Regions from separate parts of the Gossypium hirsutum genome. Here region 1 is linked to region 2. A link is a contact called in public Hi-C data. All regions are on one chromosome and are shown on one strand. Each heading gives the region's core, a stretch centred on a gene start, on an enhancer-like site or on the middle of the called end of the contact. The rest is flanking DNA. Distances are from core to core; before and after follow the strand shown.

The links. A called contact is a pair of places that touch in the nucleus more often than the background predicts.
Region 1: a contact with region 2 is called in a Hi-C map of petal, with 2.7 times the contacts expected there. The contact joins two enhancer-like sites. A contact is called at or near these places in 13 of 34 Hi-C or Micro-C datasets (callus, hypocotyl, leaf and 2 more).

The regions. Positions count from the first base shown.
Region 1 is chrA04:76,734,115-76,739,953 of Gossypium_hirsutum_v2.1, forward strand. No RefSeq gene overlaps it. Among protein-coding and RNA genes, the nearest start is that of LOC121228792, 5.8 kb to the right of the region's middle. Within about 2 kb of position 4,012, at least 1 of the 9 cell types and tissues checked has an H3K27ac peak or open chromatin away from gene starts, as enhancers often do. A contact at or near this core is called in hypocotyl, where this site is marked.
Region 2 is chrA04:76,562,322-76,568,798 of Gossypium_hirsutum_v2.1, forward strand. No RefSeq gene overlaps it. Among protein-coding and RNA genes, the nearest start is that of LOC107930127, 11 kb to the left of the region's middle. Within about 2 kb of position 4,785, at least 5 of the 9 cell types and tissues checked have an H3K27ac peak or open chromatin away from gene starts, as enhancers often do. A contact at or near this core is called in hypocotyl, where this site is marked.

The DNA.
Region 1 (5,839 bases), core at 2,762-5,261, 170 kb after region 2:
TATTTCTGAAATATATATTTGGATCCAATTTACGATCTGTTTTCCCGTACAAAAGACTTATTCATGCTTTCTTATACTGTTCTTCAGTGTACTGGGAAAAAACCCAATTGAACCATTCTACATCAGGCATTTTAGGTAATGATAGTACCTACTGTAAGTTTAAGTTATTCCATATAGTTGCTGAAACTTGCCAATCTCTAAACACATGATGTAGGATTTTAGGACTACTACCATATTAAGGACAGAAACCATCCCCCCCCACTTGCCTATGCTACAAATTAACCATAATGGGAAGGAAGTTCCATGTTGCCTTCCACATATGAATTTTTGCTTTTGTGGGAATCTATAATTTCTATTATTTCGTATAGAGATCTTTAAGACCATAATCTATATAATTAGGGCTAAAGGTACCTTCACGTAATAGTTTATAGGCGATTTTGACTATAACTCGCCAAATGGGTCCCCTCGCCAAACCAGGACATCCTCCTTTCTCTCTTTCAGCAAAGGAATTTGCGAGATTCCGTTCGCAAGCTCATCAGGGAAGGTACTTCTGATCAGGTCTGCTTTCCATATCATGTTGTCATTATCAATATAATCTGTTACCACATTCAAACTCCTTAAATTAATATTTTCATAGATATGATAGGATGGTGAACCTGGTAACCATGCATCCTCCATTATGGAAATATTAGCCTCGGAGCCAATTCTCCAACAAAGCCCACTCACCAGTAGACCCTTCGCTGACCACATACTTTTCCAAGTAAACGAAGGTAAATTGCCCAAATTCGCATTGAGAAAACTAGAATTCGGATAATATTTTGGTTTTAAAACACAAGCTAATAACGAATTGGATGATTAATCAAATGTCAACCTTGTTTTGCGAGTAAAGTGACATCAAATTTAACTAGGCTGCAAAAACCCAAGCCTCCCAATTCCTTCGGCTCACTAAGATGCTCCCAAGAATACCAATGGATCCTACGTTTCCCTGGTCCTTTTTGCCACTAGAATTTAGCCATGATTCCTTACATCTCATTACAAAAAGGTTTTCGGAGTAAGAAATACACCATAGAATAAGTAGGAATCACCTGCAATACTAATTTAATGAATACTTCACGTCCCCCTTGGGATAAATAGCTAATACTCCATCTTTCGATACATTTTCTAAATTTGTCTATTAAAATCTGAAATGACTCCTTCTTGCATTGCCCCACCATGTTAGGGAGGCCAAGATACCTCTTTGAATCATCAAAATGTTGTACACTTAAAAGCCCAGAAACCAATTGCTTGTCATATGTAGAAGTGTAGGTACTGAAAAAACAGTAGACTTGTTGAAATTTATGAACTGATCCGAGCACTACTCATACTCTCGCAAAATAGTTTTTAGTACGTTTGTCCCTTGAGTTGATGCCTCACCAAACAAAATGGAATCATCAGCAAAAAGCAAATATGAAATCAAAAGTCCATTCCTACTGGCTCGTGCACCCTTTAACTAGCCGTCTCGAACAACAATTCTCATTAATGAAGATAATCCTTTACTACATAGTAGAAAAAGAAACGAATTCAAAGGGTCACATTGTCGGAGACCTCTACTAGGATGAAAACATTCCCCTACTCGACCATTTAGAAGAACTGAATATGATACGGTTGAGATACATCTCATTATAAGCTTCACTCAACGATTATCAAATCCCAACTGAATCATCATACCTTTTATGAAACCTCATTCAACGCTGTCATAAATTTTACTCATATCTAGCTTTAATGCCATAAATCCTTTCTTCCCTACTCGCTTTTGATGAAAAGTAAGTAGAATTTCGTAGACAAGTAATACATTATCAGATATTAATCTACCGGGCACAAACGCACTAAAGATTTTAAATATGAATAACTTTACACCACAAGAATAAAAAAGTTAAAAAAATTGTTAATAAAATGTCCACAATTTGAAAAAAAAATATCTAATCCAAATTTATTGGGCAACCATAATAAAAAAATAAAATTGAAAATTTTAGGGAAAAATCTTAAAATTATACATAACTTTGGTCCAATGTACAATGTTATACATGAATTTTGATTTGATCCATTTTCACAAATCACTACAATCATTATTGAGATAACACCATTTCGTGTTTACATGTTATATATACATATAATTATACTTATATAATATTAAAATGAATTTATGTATTAATTTTTTTAAATGTGTACAATTGAATCAAATCAAAGTTTTATGTGTATATTTCAACTAAAATCAAACTTTAATGTGTATAGTTGCACAAAATCAAAGATTATGTATCAAATTGCAAATTAAATCAAATTTTATATATAATATTAATATTTATCTCCAAATTTTATGATTGAAAAAAATTGAGAGAAATAAAATATTGGTAAAAAATTTAATGAGCAAAAAAAAATTACAATGAAATAAAACCGAGGGAAATTAAGATTGATTGTGTGAGGAAAGAGAAAATATTTTTATGAAAAGACTTATTGTTCTTGAAGTGTTTTTATAAGTTATTTTTACCTTGATTTTAATTTTATGGTGTCGTCTCTCTTCTTCTATGAATTTTTTTTTCCACTTTATGTATGAAAATAAATTAATAAAATTATTTAGGGATTTAAAATAATTTTAAATGTTTAATATTATATTTTTAAATTTATCTTGAAATTTCTAATTTAATAATCTAATTATTTAGATATAAAATATATTATTTGTGAAGTTGAAATTAATTCTTATTTAATAGATGTATATTTAAATTTTTTAAAAATAACAAATTTTTCCGCACACCACAACATGGATTATGAGAATATTCATGGCCAAATGGGCCTAACAAAAAATAAATAAAAAATGTATTTTACTTTCTAATACACATTTTCTTTCTTATCCAACTAATACAAATCTTTCTATATATAAAATAAAAATAAATATATCAAAGAATCAAAATAAACATTATACCTACACAAAAATACTCAAATGAGATAAAAAAAATTACCATGAAAAAATAAATATTGAAGAGGTAATGTTATATAACAATTTCCAAATAAAAATGACAGAAAATCTCAATTATTCATTTACGCATACCATAATTTCATGAGAAATTCATACATACAAAATTTTAGATGTGTTGATAAAACCACCTTGATAACTACTAACAAATAAGGGTCCAAAAACAGTGAAGAGTATAGGTTAAGGAGGGATAATGAAAAGCAGATAACAAGGGATAGCTGAAGTTGAATTAGGTTATTTCAAGCTGTCAGTCTTAACTTGTAAGCAAATTTTGGCCTTCACACCCTAAACATTTCACTGCTTCTAGTTGACCATATTCAAAACTTTTTTATATTTTTATTTTTGGTGTCCTGCTTTAGCCTGTTAAATAATAAACCAATTGTATCCTTACTTGGCAAGGTAAGTTGTTCATAGATTATAGTGCCATAATTCCTTCATTACCGTAGAAAGAAAGTAAGATTTAGGATTTAGAGCCACCAGTCTGCTGCAGCAAGGAACTGTATATAGAAAGAAACAAAAAAGAATAAAACTATGATTCTGATATAAGCAACCTTAACATGATGAGATTAGGGTTACTTTAAGGTTAAAGGAAGATTACCATAATAAAGCAAGTTGTTTGCTTACATTGGCATACTGTTTACATGTGAAAGCTGCCGTTTCATCAAATTTAGCTAGATCTAAGTCTTGGTATTTCAGGTTCGTCAGAAAGATAATAATAAAAGTAAGGAAGGCATTGGCTCTCTTGCAAAAGGGATAATTGCACCTTAACTTTGATCGTTTGGGCCAATTTTTTTAACTTGAAACTTTTTTTCTCAAACTGACCCAATATTTGAAGTGGGCTTGGACTGAAAAGACTGTTGGGATTGGTCCTAAAAACTTGAAGATTGTTATTATTAAACTTTGTTTCTTTTCTTTTGTAATCTTTCTTTGAGCCTTATATATATCCATAATTGGATGCTTAAATATGTTGTAACACATAAGTATGGGGTGGTTTGGTATTGCAGAGAGACGCTATTTTACTCTTAGAAGGGTCGAGGGACGCTTGTGTTGAATCAAGAGATGATGATAAAATCATGAAGCATCCCTTGGGGCTTGCTTTGAAGAGACTGTCTACGGCTCTTACCCCAAATGATTGTTTTGATAAAGCTTTAAGGGCTATTTGTGTTGCATTCAATCATCAATGAAGGGTTGTGGCACATTTTTCACTCACCATGAGAGTGGCCGATGAAAATTCCTTGATTTTTACAAGTTACTCGCATTATGTTGACATAATGGTGCATTTCACATCCAAAATTTCATGATTTTTACGGCATACTGAAAATTACATGATTATCCAATTGAAGAAGCTAAAAGCTTCTAAATATCAAATGTTGACAATCTTTCACTTCATATTGTCGTAAATTGTTAATGTCAGAACCATCCCAAATGCAAATCTCCAACGTCCAAAGACATGTCATAATCACCTTAACAATTTTTTATTTATTTTTTATTACATCAACTATTCTTCTGGTATACTTTTTGGTCAAAAATATTTAATGGTGTTCCATTGACTTTGACCAGCCAAAAAGTATTAAAAACATTAAAAGTGGTAAAAAATATTAAAATTAAATAATTATAAAATCATAAACATTATTAAACACTAAATTTTAAATAACACGAGTAAATATATGGTTAAAGTATCATGTATAAAAAGTTGAATTGAATTTTGTCCTGCCTATTTAAAAAATGTACAAATTAGGCCATATATGTTAAATCAAATATTAAACTGGTCTTTTTATTAAAAATTCTATCCATTTCTACAGTTAAAAACTAGTCTATGTACATCAACATGAGGTACAAGTGGCATGTCACATGTCTCTATTGGTTATTCCATTAGGCATGTTAGTTTTTAATAGTATAGATCAATGAAATTTTTAACAAAAATAATCAATTTACTATTTGTTTTAACATATAAAGATAAATTTATCTATTTTTTTAATAAAAAAATAAAATATTATCTAACAAGACTTCCATAATATTTTTACTGTAGAGAACATAAAAGTTAAACAACCTACTTAGAACCTTGAAACCATCCATTATATAAAACAGATTGAGATGACATATTCGGATTTTTTAGTGCAGGTATGATCTCTAATTTAGGGTTTAAGTCATAATTAAAATAAAATAATACAACAAAAGAACTAATTTCATATTCGTATCATGTTCTACAGCAGGTATGATCTCCAGCACAGGCAAAGATAGAAAAATATTTTAAGGTTAGAAATTAAATTTTAAATTTTAATATAACTTTTAAAGAATTAAATTAAAATTTTATTATTTTTAAGGCATAAAGTATAATTTTATTTTTATTAATTTAAAATTTTTAAATTTTTAAAGAGCATAAATAGATAAATTTTCATTTTAAAAGGAGGGGTTCCTACCAGCATGTAGATATCTCTAATAACATCTCTATGCATCAAATGAATTCTAAACACAAAAATGGGAAAGAAAATTTCCAGATTCCCGGTCTTCAAGCTTAAATTTCTGAAAGTTGAAATTATTTATGAAATTACTATCAGTAATTAAGAAAAGGAAAATCCCATTAAAATTAATTATGCATGCAAATGGGTTTTACGTTTCCAATTGAAGAGAACTTTATACTTTAAACGAATCCTAATTGTTTAATAAAAGGATGTTGAAGTGGTTGATGTGAAATAAGTGGCATTATTAAGAGATGAATTCCACCTTTTGCTCATTCATATCAATAGTGTCATCCATCAAACTTTTATTCCACCACATGAAATATATGCCCACTGTCTAATTCCTACTTTTTTGGGTATATGAATCTATTTC
Region 2 (6,477 bases), core at 3,535-6,034:
AGAAATAATGTTTTAAGTAAGCAAATGAAAATAAAAAATGGAAGGGCAAGCATTAAGCCTTAATCAATTGTAAACTATCAGAAAGAAAAACATATTGTTTAAAACAGCACAAAAAGATAACATTGATTTATACTCAATTTGAAACTTTATTATTATAAAGCCGTAGTACCTTCAAAGCAAGGATAATGCATATAATATGATAAATTATTAATATAATATTTAAACTAAAATCTAAAAATTAAATATAATTTTTTACAATAATATTAATTAAAATAATATATTGAAAATTACTTTAAATATGATTATCAAAGCAAAAATGTTATTTAGCACTTACAACACATAAATGCTATTTAATGCATTTATAATATACTTATTTATTTACATCAACTTTTTAGAAATCAAAACAATAAAAATTGAAAGGTAGAAAGTATGAATAATTGTATTGACATATTTGAAGAGAAGGTTAATTTTGTGGTTGAAACAGTGCATGCATTGTTTCATTTTCATATTTGATTATTTGAAGAATTAGATAAATTTTAGAACAAAAATATTGGGCTATTAGTTTTGATGTTAATTGGATGAGTAAAGCCTAATACATGCATACCAAAAGAATTGAAGATGAAGACTTGAAAATTGATTTATTGCGGATTAAGTCAAGTTACAGAACAAATAAAGTCACTTTCTATCTTTGAAGACTTTGGATATGATTTTTATGTAAGTAAAACTTAATTAGTATATAAACTTAAGTTTTATCTAGGTTAAAGTAAACCGAGAGATTAAGAGCTTGATAGAGCACAAATTGGTTCAAGTTAGGAACATGTATGTGTGCATTATTTCTGTAAGCAACCAAGACAGTCTCTTGAGTAGTAAAGCTAAACTTTCGAGGGGAAAGTTTAGTAGAAGAGTGATTTAGTCTTTATATAATGGTGAGGTTGCTAAATTGGTGAATGTTAAACCAGTGTTAGGACTTAAATCATTGATTGTACTGTGAGAAAGATATATAGTGGATAATTACTTTGGGTAATGTCCCGTAAACGTAGGCTGAGGTTGAATTACATAAACAATCTTGATATTCTTTTTATTATTTTTGCACCTTTTATTACATAAACAATCTAGATAACATTAGACGTGGCCCTGGAACTTCAACATTCATCCACAAAAACTCATTCCTTGTCCACCACAGGCGCCAATACTTCAAACAAAATTCTTCCAAGATGGACCCAGAGGCCCTTGCGACTATCTGCTTAAAATAATCAAGAAAATCCATATTAAAAACTTCAACAGGTTTATCCCAAATGTTCCAACATGATACAGCTTTTGGACACAATAATGAGTAATATCCTCACCAAGTTTATCAATTCTTTTCTTGGTAATGTAATTTAAATGGTAGAAATAGATTATCTAGTTATGGAGCTGGACCTAGATATAGATGTGTACTTGAGAGCAATAAATCATTCCTACAAAAATAAGAGTGAAACCAATCATTCTGTGTGAATTTATTATAGCATGTTAATCTTAGTCAGAAGAGTGGAATCTCTCATAGCACATCACATCCTAATTAAGCATCAATGAACCTCCAATTATCAGTTGTTATTTCACTCAATTAGTGGCATGGAATTACTTCATATTGCATTAGGTCTTACCTAATTTACCGGTTTTGTTTCTTTTCTCCAATAGTCTTTTCATCCTAAATCAAACCTAACCAGCCACCGATTATTTGGTTCTGAAAACCATGGTCGCCAAAACTAATTTTTCTTTTCTTTTTGCCCTATTTCATAATGGCAGTAAATAAAGTGATTGATTATCTCTCATTAAACTAAAAATCATTTGTATTTATTTTTATTTTTTTAAATAAAATGTTTATACATTGTAATACATCAATATTGGGCAAGAATAGGAAGCTTTCCTAGTTGCTTATATCTTGAGAGCATAATAAATTAGTATTTTTGTAATGTTAGCCATACTATCTCGTATAGGTTTTGATGTGAGGCAGAAGCCTAAACCAAGATGCTAGTTTGGATTTGGAAGATGCTTTTACAGATTCGGTCACTTTGGCCTACCCATTTTAGATAATTACTTCCCCTTTTTTATATATGATTGATTTATCACATATTTTATCAATTTAATTTCTATTCTATTTTTTAGTTAATATTAGTACTTAATTTTTTTATAAGAGTGAAATTGTTTTTTAATTGAAATGTTAACTAAAAAAAATTCTTTTAACAATATTGGCATAACAGTTCGCGTGACAATTCACATGTAATTCAAGTTACATGTTATTATTTATCTTATATGCCACATCAATAAATAATTTACAAATTAATATTCAAAAAGAATAAAAATAAAATTCAAAAAATAGGGTCAAAAATAAATTAGTACTTGAATTTATCTACTTTTCTCAGATTGGTACTTACGGTCTTTTTTGTCCCAGATTAGTATCCAAACTCTTTTTCAGTTAACTAAATCGGTATATAAGTCTAATGCTATTAAGTTTAGGACGCGTGGTAGAATAATATTGTGACATATGGCATAAATGATGTCATGATAATGTCATAATTTAGAAAAAAAAAATTAAAAAATTTCTTTTGACTTTTCTCCTCCCCATATTTTTGAGGTTCTTTATTTTTCCTTCCTTCTTTCTTCTTCCTCCCTCAACCCAAGTTGTTGCCTCTGTTGCCGCCGACGATTAGCCTCCTTTTTGGCCTAAAAATGGCATCGGAGTGACAATCAATGATTTTTTGTCTTCCTATGAATTAACTGCAGAATCTGTCATCTTTTATTCACCTTTGGTTCTCGTGTTCGTTTCCTCTTCTCCACTTGTAGAAACAAGTTTGGGTTTAGAAATTATTCTCTGGTTCTCAGAGAATCTATCTTAAACCAGTAAGTTTGTTTTATATCAATCCCCGTTAAGATTTTATAACTTGGTCTTTTTTCTGGGTTTAACTTCATTCGATCTATAGGGTTTTGCATTGTGACCCTTTAGACCTAATTTCGAGGTTCTTATCTTCCGTCATGTTGCAATGACTTGTGTGTTTCTTTTTTCTTTAGTGATAAATCGATGGTGATAAATCATATTTTACTAGATAAATCAATGGTGTTTCTAGAAGGGGGAGATTTATTGGATTATCTTGTGGGTTTCCTTTTTTTTTTTAGTGTTTTGTTAAATGATGCAATGCAATGTTTTTTGAAGTTAGCTTGAATCATATTTTGTATTTATGAAAAAGAAGGTTGTAGTATTGGAACTAAGAAAAAAAATCGTAGATATTGAGATTCTACCACTCTTCCTTTGGATATGCAATTGCAGTGGGTGATTTTGGGAAATCGAACCAAATGCCTATGTTAAGGCTTGCTAAACTTCATCAGATACGGTAAATCAATGGCATAAGGAAATATTTGTTCTGCAAAATTAATTAATCGTCTATAAGAATTATCTCATCAACATTTGAACTGAATATGTACCCTTTAATAAATTGAATGAACAAAAAAAAATGGAATAGAAGAGTTTTAAGGTTGAGGAAGGAAAAGAGTGGTAGAAAAAATTGTTACTATCGCTGTCAAACAAGAAGAAGAAACTTCGGTTGAGAGAAGAAGAAGAAGAAGGGGCAGAAAAGTCAAAAGAAATTTTTTTTTTAAGTTTTTAAAATTATGACATCACCATGACGTCATTTATGTTACGTGTCACAATATTATTTTGTCTCGTGTCCTAAACTTAATGACGTTAAATTTTAAGTACTATTTAGTTGACGAAACAAAAGTTCGGGTACCAATATGTGACAAAAAAACTAAAATTACCAATCTGGGAGACATGGATAAGTTCATGTACTAATTTTATATTTAACCCCAAAAAATATTATAAAAAGTTCATAATTTTTTTTAAAAAGGCATAAAGTACAATTGGATTATCATGCGGGCTACTATGTTTAAAAATTTAATGTTTTAATCAATATTTCTGTTAAAAAAAGTAATTTGACTCTTTTTAAAAGATTGATACTCAAATTTGACTCTATTTAGGCCAAATTTTGCTATTAGTTTTAGTACGGTATATCTTGTGAATTTAGAGTAAAAGTCTTTTACTCTAATTTGGTCAATTTTACTTCCTTTACTTTTCTAATTTAAAAACTTCAATTCTTATCCAAATGACATCAATTAAATATGTTAGGCCAAATGTCGCTATTAGTCTCGTACTATGTATAAGTTGTGGATTTAGTCCCTATTCTCTAATTTCATCATTTTTAGTTATCATACTATTTGAATTTAGACTTGATCCAAATAATCAAATTCTAGCTTCTAAACCCATCAACTAAGATAACATGCTTTTTTTTTTTTAGTATTGTGTGGAAATTACAAGTTGACATAGCATTCCAAATTTGATAATATGTTTCTCGTGTAAGATAATAAAATGTAACTTAATGAGTTTAATGGTTACTATTTCGATTAGGATTGAAATTAAAAAATTAAAAAATATAAGGACTATAAATGACCAAATTAGACTTTAAGTACTAAAAGCTCAACTTACACCTAATATCAGAAGTTTGCCTAATTACTGTCATTACATTGAGTCATTAGCTTCAAGTTGAAAGATAATATATATGTATTTATACATCCATTAAAATGCATGGAAAATGAAGCATTAGATCAGATATCCACTGATAAAAAATGAATCACAAGATTAGGTCAATCCTGAAACACAAATAGATGGTAAGGTTAAATCGGCTAGCTTGAAACAAGAGAGGTATTGGACGCAAACTGAGGTGGTGGGTGGGGATACTAGTTCAACTGGATACTGCAAACCCAAGGCTTATCATATTGGAGTCGAGATGGACCTAACTGAGAAGACCCACATCAAAACCCTAAATCACTAGATTTAACAAGCTTTTTCTGACCCAGTCCCATTTATGATACTTCATTTAAATGCTCAATGCCCACTTCCAAATAGTTGCCCTCTCTCCCATCTTTCAGGCCCATTGAAATACAAAACCTTTTCATTGTTAGTTTAGTGCCAACTTGCATGGAGACTGAAATGATCAAAAGGCCCTCAAATTAGCGAATGTGCGGTTCAGGTTTGAGTTTCAATGCTCATAAATTGATATATATATATATTTGGATTCTCTCTTAGATTATGTCTAAATTTATTTAAAAGAAATTTCAAATTTAATGCTATTAATTTATCAAGGAATAAAAACTGTTTACGTATGGAGATGAATGTGAACTAAAAACTTGAATCTAATCTATTTGTAGCTCTATCTATGATTCAAAAAAAAAAAATACATTAAAGGAATAACAGGGCAGTCATCCCGAAATATGAAAGACGGGGTGTGGTGAGAGAATCCACTACGTAGTTTGCTTGCAGTTGACTTTGCCGGGAATCTTGAAAGAAGTTTTGCTGTGGGTTCCGTGGTGTCTGCCACAAAAGGTATCCAATCCATTCGTGCAAAGACGAAAAAAAAAAAAAAAGGAAAGAAAAGAAAAGAGGCAAATGATAGTGGGAGAGAGAATTGAGGCAGAAAAATGATATAACGCTAAGGTCATAATTTGATACTACTAATTTTATCAGCTTAAGCCTTCCATTTGAACTGACTTCTAATCCTGCAATATTTGAAACTTGTAGGCCATGAATTTCACTATTTGTTCTTAGCAAAGCAAAAAAGACAACGTTTAGGCTTCCTTTTTTTTTTTTGTTCCAAGTAGCACCCTCAAAGCTCAATCAATCACATCCCTAATAAAACAAATGAATATACAGAAATGATATACCAACAAAATTGAGGTCTGGCCTTTGGAAATCAAATATTCAATGAGTCAAACGGGTTTGGACAGCTTTTCTAAAGAAAGGGAAAACAAAATCCACTCCAACTCGCAAACCGTTTGTAATGAAACAAGTCAGAAATGAGCTGAGAGCAAAGGCAAAAAGATAAAGTAAATTATGTTTTCACGTGTAAAATTGGGACTGCCCCGGGGTATGTATTCTTTCTTATTTTATCCATAGATTTTCAACTTTTAACTCCTCCTTCCCTTGCTTATAAAGTTGAGTTCTCAGATTCCCTTACCAAACTTGAAGAAGCCTGACTATGAGGCCCATGAAACACACTGTCTCCTGTTGGCTCGTGTGTCTTGCGAGCTTTTTCTACGGTGTGGAGGCATTACAAACGCCGTGTTTTTTACAAACTCTCTTGCTTCTAAAGCAAGTTATAAATGGAAACAGAGGTATCCCTAAGTCAAAAAGATGCCCACTAATTCGCCGGTGTCTATAATCTTTAAGGGATTAAAGGTATTGAAAATAATCATTTGATAATCAGTTTGATTTGATTCCTAACATGGCTACAACCTAGGTCATAAAAAATGGGTCATCTTGTAAGAGAAAAAACTAGAATTGTTCTGTATGTACAAGTTAGATGTATTTTAATCAAAGTCACAATAATAACGAATGAACTCTGTAGAGATTTAAGATCTAGTTTAATTGATATCTATTTTACATTTATT